2 separate regions of the Mus musculus genome follow, and region 2 is linked to region 1. A link is a contact called in public HiChIP or PLAC-seq data. All regions are on one chromosome and are shown on one strand. Each heading gives the region's core, a stretch centred on a gene start, on an enhancer-like site or on the middle of the called end of the contact. The rest is flanking DNA. Distances are from core to core; before and after follow the strand shown.

Evidence for each region. HiChIP or PLAC-seq counts read pairs in DNA pulled down with a chosen protein or histone mark.
Region 2: a contact with region 1 is called in an H3K4me3 HiChIP or PLAC-seq map of embryonic basal ganglia, with 5 times the contacts expected there. The contact joins the enhancer-like site here to the promoter of Spata17 in region 1. A contact is called at or near these places in 4 of 39 promoter capture datasets (the 3T3-L1 cell line, cranial neural crest and hippocampal neurons), 1 of 484 Hi-C or Micro-C datasets (Sertoli cells) and 2 of 115 datasets of contacts at active chromatin or transcription factors (embryonic basal ganglia and extraembryonic endoderm stem cells).

Annotation. Positions count from the first base shown.
Region 1 is chr1:187,212,684-187,217,765 of GRCm38.p6, forward strand. It overlaps Spata17 (spermatogenesis associated 17), which reads right to left and starts at 2,763. Exons shown (of 10, transcript NM_028848.3): 1 at 2,487-2,763. The coding sequence starts at 2,602. It overlaps Gpatch2 (G patch domain containing 2), which reads left to right and starts at 2,828. Exons shown (of 10, transcript NM_026367.4): 1 at 2,828-2,993. The coding sequence starts at 2,941.
Region 2 is chr1:187,962,672-187,967,753 of GRCm38.p6, forward strand. It overlaps a transcript of Esrrg not described here. Among named protein-coding and RNA genes, the nearest start is that of Esrrg, 33 kb to the right of the region's middle. Within about 2 kb of position 2,345, at least 11 of the 459 cell types and tissues checked have an H3K27ac peak or open chromatin away from gene starts, as enhancers often do. A contact at or near this core is called in embryonic basal ganglia, where this site is marked.

The DNA of each region.
Region 1 (5,082 bases), core at 1,513-4,012:
AGATAGGCAAGTTGAAATTTCTCTTTTAGGACACCAGGAATAGATAGGATTAATTTGCTTTTGAAACTGAGCCATCTCTTTTATGTTATAAATATGTCTGATACTGACTTAGCTTTAGAAATATATTCCTTGTTATTAATTACTAAAAAGCAACTTTCAAAAGATAATGTTTAGAGCAAATATTGAATCATTTTATCTGAATAAATTTTACATAGGCACCTCATTAAACTATATAAATGGTTGGGTTGAACATTTATAATCATGTATTTCATAAATATGTATCTAGACTATAAATGAATCAATAACGATTTTTGACAAATTTATAAATGAAAATTTAAAATTTACAAAGAAAAGCAATAACCAGCAGTATATAGTGAAGTTACTAACCACCTTTTAAAAATGTACTGGTTTGATGGTACGTACTTTATCCTTCACTTTTCTGTGAATTCTTGTCATAATTATGCAACTGAATGTTGTTACCCTGATCATTTACCCTTCCCAATAAACCTCTAGGCTTTGTCGTTTTTCATTTACAGATGATGAAGCTTACAGTTAGAGCGTTCAGTTTAGAGCAAACATGTAAGAGTTTATCACTAAAGTTAAAGTAACACAAAGTATTTGAACTGCGTCTCTACCTCTATACAAAACATCACTGTCTACTAGGGGAAAATTATTTTTTCATCAAAATTAAGTAAAAGTATAAAAGAAAATTCAGGAATTTTTAAAATAAAATTAAGTAAAGGTTTAATAGTAAATTCAAGAAACAGTTAAGAGTCAAAGAAACAAATTAACAAGTGAGTTGCTATTAATTTATGTTATTAGAACTTCAATGATTGTTCAAATTGAAGGCACATCAACTTACTAAATTAAGATCACTCTAGGAACTGTTATGAGTCAGAAACAAATTTTTCCAGTGATGGAGATAATGGGGCCACATTCAGAACAGTGTAAAGGGATTACACTGAAGGCTGATGCGGAGGACCACACCCCAGCAGCCATCAGTCCTGTTGTGGGTAGCACTATAGATCAGAATATCTATACCACTACTGCTGCTCGGGACACTTCTTCCCAGGTAGTGCAGTATTTAAATACACAGGCTCTATAGCTGAGTGTGATCCCTGAGTGACCTATTTCCTTTAACAGCCCACCTAACACATTCGGGCCCTCTGGATGCCAGCTAGCAGAAGGGAAACCAGCAGCTCAGTTTTGACTTAGAGCGAGCGCATCACAATTCCGTTCTCAATGTCTGCTCCACAATAGCATGAAGGAGTCAACTTGTCCCCACTGCACACTGAGGTCATGAACAAGCAGGAGCCTGCCACATAACTCTAAATGAATACTATATGATCTCTGAATGTTAAGTATAAGAATTCCATTGCGCAATGGCTATGCTTATTTAAAGATGATTAATTGGAAGCTTCGGTAATGTGATTATTCACTAAATAACTGTTGTAGCTATTCCATTTCAGGAAGCAAGACAGTACAGGCTGAAATAATGGTTAAACTAAGAGGCAAGAAAAAAAGCAACATTGGCCTACTTCTAGCAAGAAAATCCATAGTTTCTCACAAAAGTTACAAGATTGAATTATCACTGTAGTTGCTAGAGGTTCACGATGAAATAGCAAAACTATAGTTGAGATGTATGTTAGGATAAGAATAGCTTATCAGGACTTTCTCACACTGACTTGGTCACTGCTGGTCTGCTATAATTTATCACACTTTTTGTAATGTACTTTTTGTGATTCCTTCTAAGTTTTGAAAACCACTGGGCCATTGCTTCTAGTTTCAATGTCCCCTTTTCATGGAGAGGAAGTTTAGGTGTGGGGGGTGAGAATGCTGCCTTAGCTCTTGCCCATTTACTGTACCAATTATCTTGTCACAATGGTATAGAAACTTCACTTGGACAAATGAATCACAGATGAATTGAATTCTGTGATGTTTGTGAGATTAAGTGAAGCTCAAATTCCCATTTGGACATTGATATTCTGAATTCATGGAACTACCTGGGTAAGCCTGGTTAACGTTAATTAGGCCACTAGACCTACATTGTATAAAATAGGTTTCACCAAACCAAATTTCTCAGTGATTATTTTAAAATGTCGAAAAAAAAAAAGCCCCACAAAACAAAACAGTATTTTGAGGAAGACTCCCAAATGTTGCCCAGGGCAGCCTTGAATTTTCTGTGTTGCCCAGGCTGGACTGGACTCACAGTCATCCTCCTGCCTGTTTCCCCAGTCGGGGTTTACTTCATTTAGGGCGGCCCTTAATAATTCTCTATTCTGGGATCTTCCTTAGAGAATATTAACTTATTAATGACTTGTCAATGTATATATAATCCACTTGTGATTGATTATATATATATATATATATAAACTTCTGATCATGTTTGAATCCCCATGGGGAGAAGAAGAATTTAGAATTATTTCCTGAATTAAGTAATTTGTTAACAGTAAACATCTTCTGAGACCCCTCTCTTCACTACTCACCGGTTCCTAAAGTAGTACTGACTTTCTAGAAAGGGTGCCCGCGCCAGCAGCTTGGCTAAAGTAGCCATGTCCTTCAACTCCTGGAGTTCACCAAAATTGTTACTATTAGTCTCCATGGCAACTGGGCTGAACCAAGGTCACTTCCGACTTATCGGCCTTTCCTTTCACTCTGTTTCAGTTTCAAGCAACTGGACAGAGAAATCGGATTTGTACACGTGAGACCAGACTTGAGTCGACTCGCCCCTTTCTCCTGGAATTTCGAGCTGCTGATGGGAAGGGTCAGGGTAGGCTAAGGTGAGCGAATGGTCGCTTCCGGTTTCCGGTTTCCGCCTCCAGCCGGCTTCCGGAAGTTGCTCTCAAAATGCTGAAGTCCTGTGTGGAATTGGCCGGGGCTGCGGGAGTTGGAGTCGGTCCTCGGGCCTGAGCCTCGAGGCCGCGCTCCCGGGTGTCGTTGATGTTTGGGGCCGACGGGCGCCCAGCGATCGGAACCGCCGCCGGGAAGAGCTGGTGAGCCCGGCGGGCGGTTGGGAACGGGGCGAGCGAGCCGGCGAGCAGCTCGCGGGGCTCCGGGTCAGAGACGGCCGTGCACCAAGTTTCTTCAGGCCGCGTTCCCGTTGTCCCTGCCAAACCGGCCACATTGTACTAGATTCCGTGGTTGACAAGATCACAGAAATTCCCAGTCCCAGAAGTTTCTTAGTAGCAGAGACACCAGGCTCTTGTACTCCCTGCGCAGCTCGGTTCGTGTAAAGCCTAGAAGTTTTCCACCGCCCTGGAGGCTCTGTCCTAGTTTATGGGAAAGGGGCGTTTTCCAGTAGCCCCAGGTTGGAATTTGTCTTTAGGGTACCCTGGTCCACTGCTGTAAGTTTCCAAACTGCTTTCGCAAATCACACTTGATCTTTAATGACATCCCTGCTGTAGGAGACTCGCAGGTACAGAAAATTTAAGAGGCAAAGTTGTCCTGTGCCCCTGAGTACCAGAGATGATAGCTCAGTTTTGGATTTTCTAGTTGAAAACCCTGGTCGCCCAACCTCCACCCCCACCCCCACCCCCCGTTTGTTCCAACGCTTTTCAGAGAAACGTTAGTGTAACAAGAAAGTAGATGTCTTGCGGTCCATCTTGAAACATAAAAATCTGACCAGTAAGTCAAGAACTGTGATTTTTAAAGTTCCTGCCAGTGGGCTGTGATGTCTGATTGTTTAGCATCACCGATAACTGAAAAGTTAAAAGAATATCTTAGGTCAGATGGCTTATTTGGTTCCTCTCTAGAGACCATTTCTAACCAGTGTTGTTTTTCTTGTAGCTTTTAAGTTCTCACGATTTTCAGTTAGAATACTAGGAGAAGCTTTTTATTTTTTTTTTTTATTTTTATTTTTATTTTTTTAAAGATTTATTTATTTATTATATGTAAGTACATTGTAGCTGTCTTCAGGGATACCAGAAGAGGGAGTCAGATCTTGTTACGGATGGTTGTGAGCCACCATGTGGTTGCTGGGATTTGAACTCTGGACCTTCGGAAGAGCAGTCGGGTGCTCTAACCCACTGAGCCATCTCACCAGCCCAGGAGAAGCTTTTTAAATGAGCAATTGTAATTGTTGCACTCAGCTTGGAACAAGAGACGCAGGTCACAATGCACTAGTTTTTCTTAGCTTTGGCAGTTGTACATGTGGTAGGAACCACCACAGAAAACAAGATAAAGGAACTTCCCTACATCCTGGTGTTTCCTCTAAAGTGTACTTAATGCTTCAATGTTCAGAGCCTGGTAAGGAACGGAAGTGTTCAGTAGATTGGTCTGGTCCTAATAGAAAGGAAGTCATTTGTGTGCTAGTTGACATAAACACACAAACCAACCGGTGACCCCATTTATTCTTCATTGTGCTTTCTGTCTCCTATCATGCATAGATAGCGCTGTGTATTACTGGCTATTACTTGACGCGCTATTACTCTAAACTGGAGTTACTTGCAGTAGTGTTTTTACTTGCTAAACAACTCATCTTTTGTAATGAGTGAGACCAGAATATCATTAGCACCTATCAGCTGGTGCTTTTGAAAGAAAGTCTTAAAATGAGTCAGTCTCTCTCTCTCTCTCTCTCTCTCTCTCTTTGGTTTTTTTTGAGACAGGGTTTCTCTGTGTAGCTCTGGCTGTCCTGGAACTCATTCTGTAGAACAAGCTGCCCTTGAACTCAGAAATCTGCCTGCCTCAGCCTCCCAAGTGCTGGGATCAAAGGTGTGTGCCACCACTGGCCACCTTAAAATGAGTCTTAACTGTCCGAAGAAGCGTGTTACACAAAACCAGGACCTTTCTTTTCTAGTTAGTGTGCATGCCAGTCCACTGTTGTCTTCCCCTCCTGCCTTCCCTTCTTCACCAGCAATCTCCCTTTCCTCTTGGCTCTCTTTCCCTTTCTGAGGCTGAATTTTGCTCTATAGCCCAGGCTGATTTCCTCCTAGAAGTTGTCCTGTCTCAGCCTCCCCAGTACAGGAACTACAGGCACGTGCTGCCTTGCCCAGGCTTTGATATTTCTTAATACAGTTTTTTTGTTTCATTCTTTGAAATGCCTTTCACGATTCTTTTATCCAGGTTGTGAAATCCCCATGCTAT
Region 2 (5,082 bases), core at 1,095-3,594, 750 kb after region 1:
TGTGTCTAATAGTTATTCCTTGCTCTCTGTCTCCTGGCTCATACACTCTTAAAAGTATAATGTGTTAATCATCTCTGACTGCCTCAAAATGCTACACAGAGCCCTGTCCCACTGGTGGGGCCTAGGACTGTTTTGAGTCTGTGTCTTGACAAAAATATCAATTTGCCTGGTCAAACCTGCAGGGTGTTAAGAGTCTACGTATCTTCTGCTCCTTCTATTGAAATAAGTCCAGCTTTACCTGTTGTCGGATGCTTTTAAATTCACCCAAAATGTGCTTATCTCCTCAGTCTTACTGATGGGAGAGCAAAAATTATAGGCCATGAAGCTCAGCTAATTTCATACTTGAGAATTTTTACATATATCAATGTGTATATTTTATTTTGGTAAAATAGAATATGTTTGTGTTTTTGACTGGCTATGAGTATAAGGTAATCTAGGTTTCGATCTATTTGTCCATCTATCCATCCCTCCACCATTTCAGGCAATACCCCATATCTACACAAGACACTGTTCTTCTTGCTAGGGAGACAGCCAGGTTTTATAGTGCTTACAAATTGACGGGACATGTATACACATAGTCTGTAAACTGGAAAAACTCCAGATGCATATGGTGTTATTATCCTGGAAATGTCACATTTGATCTGGAGACTGAATGTATGTTGATTAAGAAATAGACAGATGGGATGACGGGGTGACATCCTTCACTCAGAGAACTAAGATATGCTAAGAAGTAAAGGTGCCTGTCCCCTCTGACCAGCTGAACATTTCTCTGGGGAAAAAAAGGAGAGGGAAATGAAGGAGGTATCCCTTCGTGATTCTAACCAACTACGTCAGCAATGGAGAGTGGTCACATTACTACAGGAGCTACTTTTTATTTGATACCTAGCCTCATCATCAGAACATAAATACCACTCAATAAATAGTCAGTTGATCAGCTGACTGACTGGTTATTCCACCCAGTGTAATGGGCTTGATACTTGGGGTACTGCGTTGTGGTATTGCTTCTTAGGTATTATGGGGCTACAAATATGGAAGACAACATCAGCAGAAGAACAGTTGTCAGGTAGAGGTACTGAGGGGGTCTGGTGGGGAACAGTGCTGTAGCTTACACACAAAGGTCTCTCCCCCACCCCCACCCCCACACCCATGGAAACCACTCAAGAAGTTGGCCTTACCATTCCCTTTTCCATTAACCTCTGGTGGGAAAATTGAGAGGTTTACCGGTTCTAACTGGGAAATGACCCTAATGACCCTCGGGTCTGAGCAGCAAAATATAGCTTTTTGCCTCAGAACTCTAGCCTATGACCCCTCTTGTAATGCTTGCTAAGAGCGTGGTGTATGTTATCTGAGAGAGGTAGAGAGAGTCTTAACAAGAATTTCCTGGAAATTCCAGGATATGTGGTTGTTAGAATAGTAGCTTTTGATCTTAGTAGGATAACAAATCCTAAAAGGTACTCTGACAAATGAATTTTTAAAAAATTTTATTTATTTTATGTATGTGAGTACACTGTTGATTTCTTCAGATACACCAGAAGAGGGCATTAGATCCCATTACTGATGGTTGTGAAAGACCATGTGGTTGCTGGGAATTGAACTCAGGACCTCTGGAAGAGTAGTCAGTGCTCTTAACCACTGAGCCATCTCCCCAGCCCCGAATGCATGTCTTTGATGATAGTTAGATTTTGTTTTAAATAGTGGGTCAACCTTGGGCTGGTAGGGTAACTCCAAGAAGGTTTCTTCACCTCTCTAAGCCTTTTTCACTTTATCTGGAAATGGGGATAAAAATATTATCATTTAAGTGGTTATTTGTCTGATTTGTAGAAAAAAATTAACATTCTATGAAGGCTTAGAATAATACATGACAAAATAAATATAACTAATAATATAATTACTGAAACTCTGGCTGTCAAGCACAGCATGTGAGGGATAGGTCAGCTCTGCAGTGGACTTTATCCCCCTGAAGTCATTGACCTTTCAGGCACCCATCATTGCCTGGTCGGTAACTGTGTTTCTGTTTTCCATCTAAGCCATTTATCCGACGGGATTCCCAAACTCACTGATTAGGCTGCCTTGCTGGCGCCAACCTGTGAAAGAACTTGACTTGGTCACTATTGAGGAAATATTTGTAAAATAGTACAGCCAATAAATGACATACTGTAGAGCTTTGAATCACTTAAAAAAAAAATAAAAGAGATTGCCCAGGGGTTAAAAATAAAAGCCATTCTGGACACACAATGTTAACTGCATTCGGTTTAGTATTTGGAGAAAGAAATCCCTGCTCTGAACAGAGCAGAGATAAGCGCCTTGACTTGCAATAGATTAAGAGGCCCGCAACGGTGAGAACAAGCTGGTCTAAGGCGCACCCTGAGTGCCACCACATTTAGATGTAAGATTAACGGCTGCCGAATGGTGCAGGGGCTGTTTGTTTTATGAAACAATCGCTAATGACATTAAACAGACGGAGGCCCTTCCAACATGATTGTTCATTTGTGATAAACTGAGAGAAGCCCACGAGAGATGGAGAAAGAACACTCAGAAGTGCTCTGTTTAGAGGCCTTCACAGAGCTCTAGTGGAGGTGGCAATTAACAGGGATGAATGGGAATCTAATTCAGAGCCCATTTAGACCGAGAGACGAGGCTTGTAGCCACGAACCATTATAAGTTTGCTTGTTTTAAATTTACATTGAGGATTGAACCACCATGGGTTCATAAACAGTTATCCAAGGAGGCTCCCCCCACCCCGTTTTCTTCTTCTGTCTTCCTGTATTCATTTTTTGAAATGCTGTGCTTTTGTGCATGTCTCCAAGTCCTGACTGCTATAGTGGGCAGTAAGCATTATCTGCGGTAAAGAATGCTGTCTATTAGTTCAATTAGACATTAGACATGTACTTTTTAATGCATTTGAAGCCTGATTTGATTTGGGGCCAGTCATTTAAAATTAAGAGAGCAGAACGCTGCACCAAGCTGCGGAGATATCTGTGGCTCTGAAGTCTTAATTGCGAATTCAGATAAGGATTACACAGGACTGTGTCTCCCTAAACCACAGGTATTTGCTAATAGCTGAGAGGGAAAGGCTGGGCTTCTGTATTTACTAATTCATGCTTCTGCCTTTGCATTTTTATTGAGCTTTAATATTTTGGATGGAGACAGCACCGTTTGAGCCAGCGTTGATGGTGTGTGGGTAAAATTTCAAACCAGCCCCGCTCACATTTTTATTATTTCTGTCTAGCTAAAAATTGAAATAGTGTTTATTTTTTTTTTAAAAAAAAATTGTCAAAGGCCACGTTGCTGCATGAAGCTTTTGTTTTATCCACAAAGAAATATATTAATGAAAAGTGTTTTAAGTGCTTATTATTGAGATGGTTTGTTTTGAAACACAAGCATTTCGTAGCAGTTCACACTTCATTGTGCTCTATGAAAGACACTCTAAGTAGGGGTTGTCAGGCTCCCTTCAGAAGCAGAGTAGTGCTGGGGAATGGAGCCATTTAGAGTGTCATTCAAGCAGGACTAATCTAGAGTAGATATCTTATAAATAACCAGGAACGGAAGAAAAACAAATCGTCCCTCCCCCAACCTGAGCAGAGAGGAGGAGTGCGGACGGAGAAGAAGGAGATCATGGTAATAAAGGTTTACAGTTAGGATTAGTGAATTGTTCTGAGCAGGGAGCACCTCGAAAAGTTGCAGCCAAACCCTGGGGAGGCGTTTGGGAATACCCTGATGGAGAGAGTCTCCGATGGGTACCGCATAAACTGACCCATAACAAGGAAGAGGTTCATGGTCACATTTTGTCAGTCCACTCTCTAACACTTGCTTCCGATTGAACCTCTGAGGTGTGTTCTACATTTAAATTTATTGGCAATGAACATTTTTAGCATGCTAAGGATGGTGAGTTATGAGGGGCCACCTGGGGTGGGCTCTGTTTTCAGCTTGTGGCTCTTACAGTCTTTATCTCAGTCTTTAATGGCTAAGGTTAGTACTGGATCCTTTAGCACCTGAGTTCGTCAGCTTTGCAACTCCCCCAAACCTCCCTTACCTTGAATTTTAAAGGAGCTGAAAGGAAATCTTCCTCTGGAAGGAAGGAGGATTTAGCTACTCCTATTCTGAGAGCCCTATGTGTTCAAGAGAGGAAGAACCTAATTTTCTTAACCTCTTGGAAGTCTAAGTTAGACTCACTGTTACCTGCAACCATCCAGGGTTGGACAGCAGTTCCAGACTGTTATTAGTACTGCGTTTAACTAGAATTCTTAGAGTCTGCAGGGTCAAGCAGCCCCTGACATGGAAAGGTAGAAAGGCCTTTGACTGGTGTATACTAGAAAACACATTGTAGCAGGAAAATGGGCCAGATTCCTTGTTGTCTGTCACTGATCAATACACCTAAGAGAGAAGGTTCAGTTCTAGAAACATCTATGAAGTGTCTTCACCAATCAAGTTCCTAGTAGTTTTAGGACCTGAAGATAGGGTGTCAGGGATTGAAAGCGTGTGGAGGGTTGGGGGTCATTCGTCTCTGACCTGTAGGGACTGGACTAGGTAAATGTAAATAAAGGAAATTTCAGGGTCTCCAACAACTATGTGCTGGTCAATATAATAGGACTTACACATCTGTGTATATGACTAATAATCAGGATGTGAATTCTATATCTAAGTGTTCTGATAAAGAAGCTAACAACACTGCATCTATAGTCTTTGCCGTTAGGGAAGCTGAGATGGAGGGCTCGCTTGAGTTTAGCTAGGCAACATAATGGTGCTCTGTCTCGTAAAACAGAGGGCAATTAAAGCAAAGTGCACCATACAGGCCTTGGATAATTCATTAACTTGCATTCAACCAAGTAATGTTTTGGGGGTGTTTTGTTGTTGTTGTTTGGCTGTTTGGTTGGTTGCTTGGGGCTTTTTTGTTTGTTTGTTTGTTTTTGTTTTGTTTTTGAAACAGTGTTTCTCTGTGTAGCCCTGGCTGTCCTGGAACTCACTCTATAAGCCAGGCTGGCCTCGAACTCAGAGAGCCGCCTGCCTCTGCCTCCCAAATGCTGGGATTAAGGGCATGCAGCCCACTGTCAGGCAAGGCTCCCAAGTTATGTTTGGCAAAAG